Linked DNA regions of Mus musculus: all the other regions are linked to region 3. Evidence: chromatin contacts called from public Hi-C data. All regions are on one chromosome and are shown on one strand. The core of a region is the stretch at or near the end of the contact, and the rest is flanking DNA. Distances in the headings are between cores, read along the strand shown.

The links. A called contact is a pair of places that touch in the nucleus more often than the background predicts.
Region 1: a Hi-C map of the N1E-115 cell line shows a contact between it and region 3, with 12 times the contacts expected there. The contact joins two enhancer-like sites. A contact is called at or near these places in 3 of 484 Hi-C or Micro-C datasets (the N1E-115 cell line, embryonic stem cells and nephron progenitors) and 1 of 9 other capture datasets (embryonic stem cells).
Region 2: a contact with region 3 is called in a Hi-C map of the N1E-115 cell line, with 5 times the contacts expected there. The contact joins two enhancer-like sites. A contact is called at or near these places in 1 of 15 datasets of contacts at CTCF or cohesin (the NIH/3T3 cell line), 3 of 484 Hi-C or Micro-C datasets (the N1E-115 cell line, embryonic stem cells and nephron progenitors) and 1 of 9 other capture datasets (embryonic stem cells).

The regions. Positions count from the first base shown.
Region 1 is chr8:127,692,795-127,697,949 of GRCm38.p6, forward strand. No RefSeq gene overlaps it. Among named protein-coding and RNA genes, the nearest start is that of Gm32532, 4.6 kb to the left of the region's middle. Within about 2 kb of position 1,672, at least 3 of the 459 cell types and tissues checked have an H3K27ac peak or open chromatin away from gene starts, as enhancers often do. A contact at or near this core is called in the N1E-115 cell line, where this site is marked.
Region 2 is chr8:127,718,395-127,723,190 of GRCm38.p6, forward strand. No RefSeq gene overlaps it. Among named protein-coding and RNA genes, the nearest start is that of Gm32532, 30 kb to the left of the region's middle. Within about 2 kb of position 1,662, at least 49 of the 459 cell types and tissues checked have an H3K27ac peak or open chromatin away from gene starts, as enhancers often do. A contact at or near this core is called in the N1E-115 cell line, where this site is marked.
Region 3 is chr8:127,328,035-127,332,954 of GRCm38.p6, forward strand. All of the region lies in intron 5 of Pard3 (par-3 family cell polarity regulator), which reads left to right. Among named protein-coding and RNA genes, the nearest start is that of Gm9909, 120 kb to the right of the region's middle. Within about 2 kb of position 2,432, at least 39 of the 459 cell types and tissues checked have an H3K27ac peak or open chromatin away from gene starts, as enhancers often do. A contact at or near this core is called in the N1E-115 cell line, where this site is marked.

The DNA.
Region 1 (5,155 bases), core at 422-2,921, 360 kb after region 3:
GGAGATGAAGGCAAGAGAATCAGGGGTCCAACACCCTTCATTACATCGTGAGTTCAAGACCAGCTTGGAGTATATGAGATGCTTTCTCAAATACACACACACACACACACACACACACACACACACACACACACACACAGACAGAGGATTTTATTCTTTACTGTTTTTGTTTATTTTCTGATTGAGACTTCCAGTATAGACCAGACTAACTCTTAACTCAAGATCTTTTGGCATTAGCCTCCTGAGTGCTAGGATAACAGTTATTGGTCTGACAAAATATACATAATTTTAACTTGAAGTGAATGATCATAATGACCTTTTTAAAATGTACTCACAGGGCCAGGAAACTAGGGAGGATTAGTGGGAAAATGCTCAATATTCAGGAATGAGGACCCAATTGCAGAGCCCCAGTGCCCAGATAAGAAGCTAGATAAGGTAGCAGGAGCCTGTATAGGCATGAGGACCTGAGTGCAGAGCTCCAGTGCCCAAGTAAGAAGCTAATTATGATAGCAAGGGAAGAAGCTAGATAAGATAGCAGCAGCCTGTAATTACAGTGTTGAGAAGTCAGACAGAGATCCTAGAGACTCCCTGGCAGCCAATCAGGTGAGCTCCAGGTTCAGTGAGAAACTTGTCTCAATAACTAAGGAAGGGATCAGTAGAGGAAGGAACACCTAAGGCTGACATTTGCTCTTCATATGCACATTTGGAGCATGCACACCCAACATATGCATACATACCCAGAGGCCTCCACTCACTTGTTCATCTGTAATGCTGGTGTGTCAAATGCTGTTCTTCCGGTTTACGGGCCACATGACTAATCTGGTTTTCCAGACTCCCCTCTTGTGATCATCAGAGGAAAAATGTCAGCATTGGAGAGACAGACAGAACGGCAAATTTTCAAAACTATGTGTAATAGATCTGAAAGAAATATGAGGCTGAAGAGAGGCTCAGTCAGTGGAGCACTTGCCTTTCAAACATGAGGACCAGAGTCTTATTCCCAGAATCCACCTGACAAAAGCCAGGCACAGCAGTGTTTGCCTGCCATCCCAGTCCTGGGAAGATGAAGACAAGCAGATCCCTCAGCCTTGCTCATCATCAGATTAGCACAACTTGTTAGCTCTAGGCCAGAGAGAGACCTTAAGTAAATTAAAAGGGTGTGATGCCCAAAGTTGACTTCTGATGCTCACATACATGTGCACACAAGTACACGTACACACACAAACATGTGCACATATGCACATATCACACAAAATAATCTCAGGTGAAAATTGGCAATAGCATGCTTCCATGTTTTCAATTCTACCCCTGGAGGAGTTCTTAGCTGACTTCTCATGGATCTAAGACAGGTCTATCTACCACTAAGCTGAGCCCTGGCCACACTACAAGCACATTCTATAGACAATCTGTCCCATTATTCTGGTTGACACTGACCAGCAGGAAAAATTTAAAACCTTCAGCTCTTTGCCAGGGAGATAATTATGAGATAAAGTGTTACAGTACCAACCAGAGGCTTTCCTTGGTGGAGGGGGGGTGCCTTGGGGATACAGCAGTATCCTATCCATTATTTCCAAATGGCTGCATCTACAAAGTTGGTAGGACCAGGGCAGGATTCAGAGGCCCAGGTACTGCACCACCCAAGAGATTAGAAAGTATGCATGCCTACAGAGGCCATTTAAGAGGACACGGGTGCCGGGCATGGTGGCGCACGCCTTTAATCCCAGCACTCGGGAGCCAGAGGCAGGCAGATTTCTGAGTTTGAGGCCAGCCTGGTCTACAAAGTGAGTTCCAGGACAGCCAGGGCTAAACAGAGAAACCCTGTCTCGAAAAGCCAAAAAAAAAAAAAAAAAAAAAAGGAGGACACGGGCACATAATATATGCTGAGCTTAAAGTAGAAGCTGCTGGATGGTGGACTTATCTCTGCATCTTCAGTTTTGGTTTGGATATTTTTAGAGAAAGGAAAAAAAGCCCACTTACAAAATATTTGACATTCTAAACTTCTCAGAGTGCTGGCGCCACTGTGGGGAAAGCAGCTAGCAGGCTGAACGACAGTAATGGACTCTTTAAAGTTCTGTCTGTGTGGCGATGCAGCTGTATTAATTAAGGCTCAGGCAGATTTATTGATGTCTGTGGGTCTGTGAATGTCTGTGTTCTGCTGAGTTGGATAAGTTAAAAAGTCATAAGAAAGTATTTGATGAACCTCACCAATTTTTTTTTCACGCCGTGTGTGTAATAAGTAGGCAGCAGTAAAGCCCAGAGACTTTCAAACATTTTTCCCCCTCCGTAGCATACTATTTCGGAATGTGATGAAAGTTTTCTTTTTCCCCTTTTGAGAAAGACTCTCCTATGCCACAAGCTGGCCTTGAACTCTCTGTGTAGCTGAGGATGACTTTGAATTTCTGGCCCTCCTACCTTCATCTCTGAGTGCTGGGGTTACAAATGTGCACCATCACACCTGGTGTGTGTAGTGCTGGAGAGGAACCCAGATCCCTGGGTGCTCAGTTTCTCTAGCCACCAAGCCTCAACCCTGTTCTCCTTCCTCCCACTTTACTCCTTTGCTCATTAATGCAGTTGGAGATTCCTGAAGAGGATATACCTTATGAAAGCAGAGGAGAGGGTGCAGGTGTCCAGATTGTTGAGGTGGGGTTGGGGGAGGAGTTCATGAAGAAAGCAAGCATGCCGTAAGCTCAGAGGACCTCACTGGTAAGGACAAGGCTTCCCCTTCCCCACAGCTTCTATAATGTACTTGCTGGCTGTATTAGTCAGGGTTCTCTAGAGTCACAGAACTTATGGGTAGTCTCTGTATAGTAAGGAAATTTGTTATGATGACTTATAGTCTGTAGTACAACTCCCCTACAATGGTCAGCTGTAAATGGAAGTCCAAGGATCTAGTAGTTGCTCAATCCCACAAGGCATGCAGGCAAAAAAGAGCAAATCTTCCTTCCGATGTCCTTTTGTAGGTCTCCAGCAGAAGGTATGGCCCAGATTAAAGGTGTGTACCCCCATGCCTAGATCTTGGACTTGCTTTTCCCAGATGACCTTGAACTTAGAGATCTTCTTGCCTTAGTCTCCTGGCATTCATAGTCACTATGCCGCAAGATTTCCATGCTAAAATTCAGGTTAGAAGCTTGTATCTCCCAGCCTTAAGATCTGGATCACAGGTGAGCCTTCCAATTCTGGATTGTAGTTCAATTCCAGATATAGTCAAGTTGACAACCAGGAATAGCCACTACACTGGCCTCATAACAGCTGACAGGACATATGCCAGGACAATTTTGTGGTCTAGCCTTTGACACAAGCACCTGAGTTCCCCATGCTATAGGCCGGGTTTATGTAGATACACAGGTGTTAGAAGTGAGTGTGCAAAACTCTGTGTCTTGTAGCTTATTACCTAGCAAGGTAAAACTGCAGCCAAGGCTTGCTTTTCTAGAATGGGGGATGACTGCACCATTTCCTAGGTAGAAATCTCAAGGCTCCTGCCTGCCCCCTGGGCACACTCTCTAAGTACCACATGAAGCACCCTTTCAATCCTGTTCTTTGTACATTATCACAGGGCCCCAAAGCCTCATGGGCTGGGAGATCTGACTTCAGTGTGATGATGTTGAGAGGTAGTGGGTCCTTTATGAGGTGTCTCCTAATGAGGAGTCATTACAGGCTCACTCTTGTTTCCTGTCTCACAGTGTGATGACTTCTTCCCATATGTACACTGCCATTGTGATGTCATCTGTCATGAATGACATATTCGTCACAGATGCTGGGGTCACGCCCTTCAACATTTCTAACCATGAACAGAACAAACCTCCTTTCTTTATATAGGACAGCAATTCCAGGCTTCCTGTCTCACCTGTGACAACTTCCTCGCCCCATCCGCCCCATCACACCTGTCTTTGTGAAGCCATCTGTTATGAATAACATCTTCACCAGAGCTGCTGAGTCCATTCCCTTGAATCTCTATAAATTAAATAATTCATCTTTCTATATAAAGACCCCATCCATGGGTATTTTGCTATAGTAACAGAGAATGGTCCTCTTGTCTGATGGTTTTAACAGATCCAAGAGGTATTATAGCCACTAGCACAGTTCTTCCTAGAGTTGGGGGTAGAGGAGAACTATTGACTTAAGTGTTTCATATGGTATATGTGTACAGAGGAAGGAAAGGTCAGGCTTTCTGGGTGAAGGAAAAGCATAGGCAAGGACACAGAGCTTGAAGACACATGTGTCCTGGGCAGAGTAGGCTGCAGTGGGCACTGGTGAAGCACAGCAGGCATGGTGAAGTACAGTGGGTCACAGTGAGGCACAGTGGGCATAGCAAGGAGAACGAACTACTTAGATCTCCTGCCATCACACATTGTTGTAGTCCTCCTGAGTGTAGGTTCAATGTGACTAGCTGCCTCACTCCCCTGCTGTCATGCCTTCTCTATCACAATGCATTGCACTTTCAAAACTCAAACCAAAATAAACCCTTCCTTAAGCTAATCTTGTCAAACACTTTATCAAAGTGATGGACAAAGTAGTGTCCACATTGCAATGTGTATGTCACAGTCACAAGATCCCCAATATTTGCAAAGTGGAACTGCTTAAAAAAAAAAAAAAAACGGGTGAAATAAGATGTACTACGGCAACCTTTGCTTAGTGGGAGGCCTTTAGGGATAAAAGGTACTGTAGGTCCTCCAATAGTCTGTTGCCTGGCTGGCCCAGAGGTTGGTGCATATCCTTATGTATCTCATAAGGGAATTGTTTCTGCAAGTAGGCATGTGCACATGTGAGAGTATTTGCACATGCACTGGTGTGGAGGTGTTGTCCCTCAGCCCCAGGCATTTTGATTTTAATGACAGGACCACTTTGGTCTAGAGTTCACTAAATAGACTAGGCTGGATCCCCAGTGATCCCCAGGGATCCTCTTGATTTACATCTGCAGCATTAGGATTACTGGTGCATGTCACCATGCATGGCTTTTTTTTTTTTTTTTTTTTTTTTTTTTTTTTGCATGGCTTCTGAGGATTAAATGCAGGTGCCCAGCATTGCAAGACAAGTACTTTACTCAATGAGCCATCTCTACCCCTGTAAGAGGATCTTTGAAACAAGATTCCAGAAGATATTTTAGAAGACGTTCCCTGTCTCTCACTCAATGACTCACTCCTTGGATATGGTTTTTCTC
Region 2 (4,796 bases), core at 412-2,911, 390 kb after region 3:
CACCACCATTCCTGGCTTCTGTGGTGCTGGGGATTGAACCAAGGACATCAAGCATTCTGGACAAATACTCTACCATCTGAAGCACATCGCAGAACTAGATTTCATTTTGACAGACCTTTTCTTAAAGCAGCTCCTCTTCTGGTACAAAACTTCCAACTATATCCTTCTCTAATCTCTTTGGCAATACAGGGAAATCTAAAACATTTGTTTTCCTTTTGGATTCTGAGTTGAGGATACTTTGTTCTCTGTCTACTGTGTTGGGTCACACTAGGCATAATCGGGTAGAGAGCAGTTATCCTTCAGATGGGTTTTCCAAAATTGCTAATAGGTTTTAGGGAGTCTTACTGATGGCTCCTATTACACTAAGGACTTTGCTTTTGAAGCCAGCCATTTCTCTCGAAAGACAATGAGTTTATATAGAGTTTAACTGAGTCAACCTAGCCACAGCATTCAGGACTTTGTTATAATGGTTCAATTGCTATTGAAAGGAAATAACTTCTGCTCAATTGCCTGTGAATTGCAGCCCCTCTGATTAGCGAGGAGGTCAAAGAATCTGTCCTGGTCACTGATCTCTTAGTTCCTCTGTGAAGTTATAATTTGGGGGATGATTTTGCCCCTGGTTCACAGACACAGCTGATAAGATTACAAAGCTTCCTGAGTACTGGGATTAAAGGAGTGTGCTCCCATGCCTGACCAACATTTGAGTTAGAGACCAGCCTAATCTATAATGCAGCCAGAGATACAAGGCTGATAAGAATAGTAAACTTCCTTAGTACTGGGATTAAAGGTGTGTGTTACCATGCTGGCCAACATTGTGTTAGAATCTGGCCTAATCTATACAGCCAGGGATACATATAGAGGGAGAGGGGGAGGGGGAGGGGGGAGAGGGGAGGAGAGAGGAGAGAAAAGGAGAGGGAGAGGTGAGAGGGAGAGGGGAGAGGGAGAGGGAGAGGGAGAGGGAGAGGGGGAGAGAATCAAGAAGCATGCTGATCATCTTGTATGCTCTTAGTGGATTCATCACAGGAATGAGTTCTATTGCCTCATACAGATCAAGGTTTTTTGTTGTTGGTTTTTTTTTTTTAGATGCTTTATTTTTATTAATTCAAGAATGTGTTTTGCCTTTTCCTAAAGAAGTACGAGAGCACGTGTGTCTTACTATATTTGGTAGAATTTAATGCCTTATTACAACAGACTTTCAAACTAGACCATTCATATAATTTCATTTTGAACACTACATTTGACAGGACTGTTGAAGTTGAAGAAAGCTGTTGGATGTCAGAATGCTTGTTTGAGAAAACAAGCTGTGTGTGTTTACTCATCTTAGCCTGTGGAAAGCTTTCTGTGGAAGACCCAAATGGTCCACATTCTTAGAATGTGCCAGGCAGAAAGAAGAAGGGAGGGATTGAGACATCAAGGAACCTGCAGCAGCCTTTGTCCTTTTGGGGTCTCTTAGGTGATTTACAAACCGTGGAGCAACAAAGATAGTCTGTGTCTCGATCTCATTGTGGGTACCAGCTCAATTACTGTGCTCTGGGCCTAGTATGTATGGAATGTAACTTTAGGAGAGATCAGTCTAAACAAAGCCTCCCTAGATTCCCCAGGACAAGGGATGACAGCATCCTCTGGGCTGTCTTCGGGAGGCACTTTCTAAAGGAACTTTTGGTTCTGTCACTGGTTGTGAGGGTGACTCTGTCCAGTGATGAATCACTCCTGGCCACATTACAGATTATCCAGACATTCTGCCAAGCACAGTTGATTTTTTTTCCAGACGGCCACATTCTCTTTATCTCACCACTGATCATCCAGGCAGCAGTGTTCCTGTTTATCGGCCGTTCTGTACTGCCATCTAGAAAGACAGCCTTGCCCGGTGGATATTGATAGGATAACTTCAGAATGAGATAAACCATGATAAAGGCAGTCCGTCCTCCCAGTGTGATAAAGAGCGTCAGGATACATGATAATGTGTAATAAAAACCAATGGGGCTATTATTGAGAAAGGTCTGTAGTGTGCCCTACCCGCAGGGGTGGGGGCTGAGACAACAAGCTTAGTGCTTGGATCTGCTCTTTGAAATATGTGGGGCTTTTCATTTTTGAATCTAAGGGAAAAAGCCCTTTGAAGGTCATGTTTGAGCTAAAAGCTGTGCCTTTGCACACAATCTATTTAACAACTGCATATCTAATTTGGAAGCCCAGGTATCTCCGGAAGGTCGTTATTTCCTAACTCCTCTTTATCCTGCCCTCTGGTGTGGTGTTTGCTGGTGCCGATAAGGCAGCAAGAGCTACCTGACTAACATGATTTTTCTTCTTTCCTGTCCTTCTGGCTAGTCTGAAATGGTTATTGCCTCTGGACTCCAGTCAGCTGCTAAAGATAATGCAGCTTTCGGAGAAGTGCTGCAGGTCCAGGGATCGCCAGTTACTGGGTGTTTTGAGCATTATGCAAATGAGAAAGGGAAAGGAGATGAGGAGGAGGAGACTGGGACTAAAGTGAGTAGGGAGAGGGCTGTTTTTATAGCCAAACTCTGGGAGCTCACTTCTTGCTCTATTTCACAGCAGGCAATTAGTCTCTCTCTCTCTCTCTCTTTCTCTCTCTCTCTCTCTCTCTCTCTCTCTCTCACACACACACACACACACACACACACACACACACAACGGAATTTGGCTTGGCTGCAGTGCTCCTCTTATAGCTGGGCCTGGGGCCAAGGCAGAACTCTTGAGCTGACCTCATTATGGAAACATCATCTATGTGCTTAATGCTTAAGTTTTGGAATTTAAGAGAGAAAAACAGTAATACTAATATATTACATGTAATATTTATGGACAGTTCACTATGTGCCAGTGACATGGATCCTGCTGAGATCTGCAAGGTGATCTACAGTCTTCAAGGTCACATGATGTGACAAGAGGTGGGAACCAAGAATGTAGGATCTTGATGTCTTTGTCACAGTGATTTCTCTAATTCAGTAAGGCTTCTTGAACACGTCCAACAGGACTCACACAAAGAACCAGGCATCAGGTGGTTCATAAATAACAAGCATTTATTTCTCGTCATTCTGGAGGCTGAGATATCTCAGGTCACGACACTGCTGTGTTCTTCATTCAAATGCTTTAGTGTTTAGAAGTACTTAAGTTGTATGCGTGTTTCTCCTGAGTGCATGTATGCGTACCACATGATTCCTGGTAACTGTGGAGCTAGAAGAGGACATTGGATCCCCTGGGACTGAGGTTATGGACAGTTGTGAGCTGGGTCCATGTGGGTGATGGGGACCAAGCCTTGGTCCTCTGCAAGAACAAAGAGTTTGTAACTGCTGAGCTATCTATCTTTCCAGCTCCTGACTTACTTTTTGAGTCTCTCTCTCACTGAGCCTGAAACTCATGAATTGGCTGGACTGGTAGGCTAGTGGTTCTCAGTGTTAGCATTCCTTCTAGGTGCTGCCCAACAGTTACCTAGCAACAGCTAGGTGGGCCTGGCTGCTATAAAAAGGACTGTTTGGCCTCTCTTGGCTCCTGCTGCCTCTTTTCTCTCTCTGACCCCCTTCACTCTCTCTGACCCCTTTCTTCCTCTCCCCTTCTCCCTTTTCCCCTTTCCCGTGTTCCTGGCTGGCCTCTTCTCTTTCTCTTTCTCTTTCTCTTTCTCTCTCTCTCCCCCCTCTTTTTCTCTGCCTCTACCCCTTCTCGACTTCCCTTCCCATGCCCCCAAATAAACTCTATTCCATACTACATGAGTCCTATGACCAGTACCTTGGGGTGGCAGATGCAGGAAACTGCCATGGGACCCCACGGAACCTCCAAGGGCCCAGCATTGGGCCATGTGAGGCCACTGGACTCTGCTCTGGGGGTGGGGGTGGGGAAAGTGAAGTCTCCGGTCCCCTTGGAACTGCTGGAGTCGGGCTCTGACTCTCAGGCATGACAGACTGTTGGTTACCGTGGAAGAACTGGTTTTGGGATTCCTGGGGTGTACGGAGGCCAGGGACGACAAGTTCTCGCTCATCCCAGATGCCACTGTACTAGGAAGAGCTGAGAACATCCCCTTGGGCAGACTCTGGCCTGGGGGGCAAAGGGTGCCTCTGACAGGTTACCATGGGGACAAGAGAGTCTGGCTAGCTCAGGTGGGGATGGCTAGGCTGGAGGCAAAGCTGGAGCACAGGGAGGCCTCCCAGAGGGACGTTAGACTCATGAGGCTCTGTAGACAGAGACCCGCTCCATTGCTCCAGCACGGTGGATTCTGATGAACAGAGACAGTTCATGGTTTTAGAGCTTTATTGTAGAAAAGAAGAGAGAGAGAGAGAGAGAGAGAGAGAGAGAGAGAGAGAGAGAGAGAGAGAGAGAGAGAGAGAGAGAGGGAGGGAGAGGGAGAGAGAGAGGGAGAGAGAGAGAGGAGTAAAGAAACAGAGGGCAGCCATGGCCATGTGGAGAGAGGGGAGAAGGAAGGGGGAGTAGGAGGGTGAGAGTAAGAGAGGCAAGAGCTTAAGAGAGAGAGGAAGGGCCAAGTAGCCCCTTTTATAGTGGGCTGGGCTACCTTGCTGATGCCAGGTAACTATGGGGATGGAGTCCAGCCAGAATACCAGGAGTTTGGGGCATTGCCTACATGTGATAGCCACAGGTTTATGGTGTCAGGAGCCTAATGTCTAGGAGCATAGCTCATGGTTCTGTCCCTTGTAGAATTTTCTACTGGGTCTCCAGAGTAAGCCTTGCTCAACCAGACTGCCTTTCACTGTCCAACAGTGGGGAGCGGTAGTAGGGAAGCCTCATCATGGGTCCTGCTGAGCCAACCTGTCCCACCACACCACACCCCATAC
Region 3 (4,920 bases), core at 1,182-3,681:
TCTGATCACCTCTGCTTGGTACTACCTAAGCATATGGGCCTCTGTGATCTGATAGAGCTGGGGGGCAGTTGTCACTCATTCACTTCTGGAGCCCTTCAAAGGCTGCTTGTCAGGATTGTTTTCTTTATCTTTCTATCTATCTATCTATCTATCTATCTATCTATCTATCTATCTATCTATCTATCTATCATCTATCTATTCATCCATTATCTATTATCTATCTCTATTATCTATCTATAATCTATCATCAATCATCTCTATATATCATTTATTATCTATCTATCTATCTCTCTACCTACTTACCTACCTATCATCTCTTATACATCTATCTATTATCTATCTCTATCATCTATCTATAATCTATCATCAATCATCTCTATATATCATTTATCTATTATCTATCATCTGTCTATCTCTCTATCTACCTACTTACCTACCTATCATCTCTTATACATCTATCTATTTATCATCTATTATACATCTATTTATCTAGCTATCATCTATCTATCTATCTATCATCTATTATAAATCTAGCTAGCTAGCTATCATCTATTATCTATCTATCATCTATCATCAATCATCAATCTATAATCTATCATCTACCTATTTATCTGTTATCTATCTATCTACCTACCTAACATCTATCTGTCCATCTGTCCATCTACCTATGTCATCTATCCATCATCTGTCTATATCTAGCATCTATCTATAATCTATCCCCTGACTGTCTATTATCTATCATCTATATATCATTTATCTATTTTTCTATTATCTATCTATCCCTTCTGCCTTCATTGCTCTGTGAGATTACATGTATGTGCCACCAAACCCAACATAATGCAGTCTAGAGGACAGCACTCAGAACTTTGTGTTTACCAGGTAAGCACTGTACCTACTGAGCCACATCCCTCAGCCTGTTTTGTCCTTTTTGCTGGCTGTGATTACTACCTTCTGCTGCTTCTTTGATTGATGGAGCTGAAAGCCTGCAGGGAGACAGGAGGTGAGTCAGAAATTCTGAGCAAAAAAACCAGTCAGGTGGTATATGGAGTGACATTTGTGGAATCTTAGTGTTCACTGCTTTTCTTGCCCGTGAATACACTGTTACAGTCAGCCTGGCTGGATAAAGACACATTATTTTATAAATCCTTGACCTTCAGGTGCCTTTTCCTGTGCTCATTGCGGTCGGCCTTAAAGCCCTTTGTTGGAGCATTGTGCTCAGATGATGGGGAAAGATGTGTCTGTCTCTGATGTGCAGTGCACTGTTCATACCTCTGCTTCTCACTCTTCTTAACATTTGCTGTTTATTTTTGTGTCTTAGGAGAGGTAGAACTACTGTCCACTTTAGGAATACTAGTCAGAAAATTACATCAGCATTTCTATCTTATAGTATATTCTTCTCAAAACCTATTTCTGATACCCTGCCTGGAGAATAGGAACCGTTTAAAAGACATTTATTTATTTAGTTTAGTTTAGTTTGGATAGAGACAGTTTTTTGGTGGTGGTTGTTTTTGTTTAATCAGTTCCTTTGTAGGTTTTTCCTATCACGATCAACTTGGTTTTGGAGCAGTCCTGAAAATGTTGCTTTTAAGTGTTCGAGCAATTCATTCGCTGGTTTTGGTTTTGGCCACCTGTGTGGCCTGTGATATTTCTGTGATGGTTCTGTATTGATGAGGGGCCTTTTTCCCCTTTGCTTTTTCTGATGTTCAGGTCTCAGGTGAGACCCTTGTGAGTGTTTCCAAGGTACTCTACCAACCCAGTAGTCTCTCCAGCACAAGCTAAGTCAGACTTTTTAAGTAGCTGAGAAACTATGTAGAGATTAAACTACTGGAGAGAAGTGTGGTTATTTTTACTACATCCAGCTGAAGAGATTGGTGGGCTGGGACATTTGAATTTCTTTTCATACGGGGCAGTATTTTTTATCTTCTCTAAGCTAAGCACATACTAGTTCCTAATTTTGATGATTTAGTCTTTACAATGCTGGGTGATGGAGCAGCCCCAAAACACACACACACACATGCTTGTTTTCTTCAAGAGTTACAATTTCCAAGTTGAGAAATGAAACTGTAATGTTGATATTCATTAGTTGAGCCCTCTGGTAAACATGTTTCTTGTCCTGTCCAATGCTCTCGGTTCAAAGAAGAAACTCATTAACTGGCCCTTTGTGCTTTAACTTTTACCTAGACAGAAGTATGGTGTGATGGCACTGTCATCCCCCTTAGATGTCTTGATTTGCCTGTGGGTGCTCACTCTGCCCCTGTTCCTCTAAAGAAACAATGGCCTTTGGCGTGCCAAGGTCTTCACTTCCCTCCTGCTTGCCTTGTCAGTCATGTGGTTTCTCCCTTGCAAATCTCTTTGCTCCAGTCATTCCTTCAGTGGGTGTTTGTTCAACTGGAGCCCCCCTCCCCCCACAAGCCTTCCTCACGCAGGCTCTGCCCCTTAGAGTACAGAGGCTTGGTTCCTCTTTTGTCCCTTGACAGATCCTTCCCCTCAGGATGACATCTGTGTTTCTGCCCACCACCCTCCTCTTGGCCACGTTACCAAAGTGAGTTTGCCGTGGCTTCTCCCAGTGTCCACGTAGACACAGCCCAGACAGTCACCATGCTTTACCTATCCATAGCATCCAGAGGTAGTGAAGCTGACAACTAAGAATAGCCATCACATACATATAAATTTTATTCGAGATTTGTGCGGTTATACAATTGATACTTCTTGACAACACTGCTTGTTATATAGCACCTGCCTGTGACAGGGAAGACTGAAGACATGTTACAGAGGAAAGGCCTGAGGGCTGAAGAGAGACGGAAAGTCTGTCTGTGTGAAGCCGTGGTCCTGCTTTGAAAGTGATGGAGGACACTGCCTTTCTTATCTAAGTGTTGGCCTGTGCGCTTCCTTGGGGACAGCCTCCTAATTGAACTCGGATGTGAGAGCTAAGCAGCTTGCACCATCAGCTGCCCCTGCCGATCTCTGTGTGTCCTAATGAGCTCTGCTGATTGAGAGCTGGTCCTGTTTAATCCTGGGAGAGCCCAGGAGTCTGTCTGAGCTTTGCTGAGCTGCTGTGACCCAGTTAAGTGAGGTTCTTAAAAGGACATGGGGGGGGGGTGGGAGGAAAAATCCAAAAATGTTGATGTAAGTCCAAGACACCTGTCAATTTTGTTCTCAAGGAAACATTAAATTATTCTTCATGTCTACAACTAAGTAAATTCCCTGCTTCCTTTGCAAATGGTATTTGAACAAAATATTTGATTGTGTTGGATAATTTGTGGACATTAGAATTGGGCCTAACAGTAAGCACTCTGTAGTGAAAACATTGTGATTTTTCTGAGAGCTTTTTTTCTTTAGATCCAGGGGTTTCTTCATTCTCGCTAGACTGTAAATGTATTGTTCTATCATCTATGGCTGCGAGCTGGGAAAGTTTCACCTGTATAGGCATTTGTTTGCTTTTTTCCTCACTAGAGGGACAGTATGATTTTGTGTCCGTTTACAGAAATTGCATATACTATAAATTCTAGCACACCATCAATATGCTTGGCATAAGATTTAGACTCTTGTGATCATTTTATTTAGTCAACACCCACCCCTCCCCAAGAAACACTTCTAATTCATATAGATATTTGATATGAAAACCATGTTGTGATTTTGAAATTCTTTCCTGTCTGCCTATGCATCTGCCACATGTGTGTGGGTAGATGCATGCAGGGGTCAGAAGAGGGGATTATATCACTGGGAATGGAGTTCCAGGTGGTTATGAGTGAGCACTATTAATCACTGAGCCATTTCTCCAGACCCTTAAATTATTTTCTAATTAAAAAAAAGTTATTTAACTTTATTTAATGTGTTTGGATGTTTTCCTTGCACAAAGTTTATGTGCCATTTGCATGCAGTGCTCAACTAGGCCAGAAGAGGGCAGCAGAGTCCCTGGAACTGGAGTCCCTCCTTAGCTGTCATGTGGATCTGGGAATTGAAACCAGGTCATCCAGGAGGGCATCCAGAGCTTTTCACTGCAGAGCCATCTTTCTTCCCTTGGAGTTATTTTCTGATAGAAAGGAAATACTGTTCATTATGATATTCCACAGAAGTGTTAATTGAATTGATTCCGATGTAAAAATGATCCCACACCAATTGTTGTTGTTTTTGTTTCCTAAGTGTCCATTACACATGTAAGCTATTTGCAAGCCCTTCCTCTTCCCTGTGGAATACAGTACAACTTATGGACAGAGTAGGGCTAATACGGACACACTCTTGGTATTGCTGTTGTTTGTGGTGAGATTTCATGTATCACAGGTTGACTTCCAACTCACGGTATAGCTGACGATGACCTTGAACGTCTGCTAAAATACCAGTACCCATAACATTTTGTTATTTGTTCCCCTTTTAGTGTGTGTGTTGCATGTATATATGTATGTCTGTAAGTGATAGGTTTATTTCTCTGCTGCCAGTGAAATGAGCCAATTCAAGCCAGATTGCATCGTATTAAAGGCAGGTGTACTGGGAAGTTACTCCCTGGCAAGTTCACTGGCTCTAAGGATTGAAGCCAGGGGAGTCACCATAGGGAGAGGGGAAAGAGAGAAAGGACTTGTGTGCAGAGAGAGAAGAGGAGGAGGAGAAGGAGGAAGAAGAGAGAGAGAGAGAGAGAGAGAATATGAATCGCAAAATGTCTGAATTATATAGAGTAGCGCTTCTGGGGAAGGTCAGCCTAGACCCTGGGTGGGAAAGTTCAAGGCTGGGGCAGGGCATGCCAGGTAGGGACTGTAGGGACTGAGGGACACTAGGAGAACCTTGGAGGCCAGGTCTGCTTTGATAAAACTTGTACCTTAGTCCCTTGTCCAGGGTCTAAAACCATGCAGTATGAATGCATTTGTGTAGGTATGTGTGCACGTGTATATGGAAGTCAGAGATTGATGTTGTGTCTTCCTTTCTTGC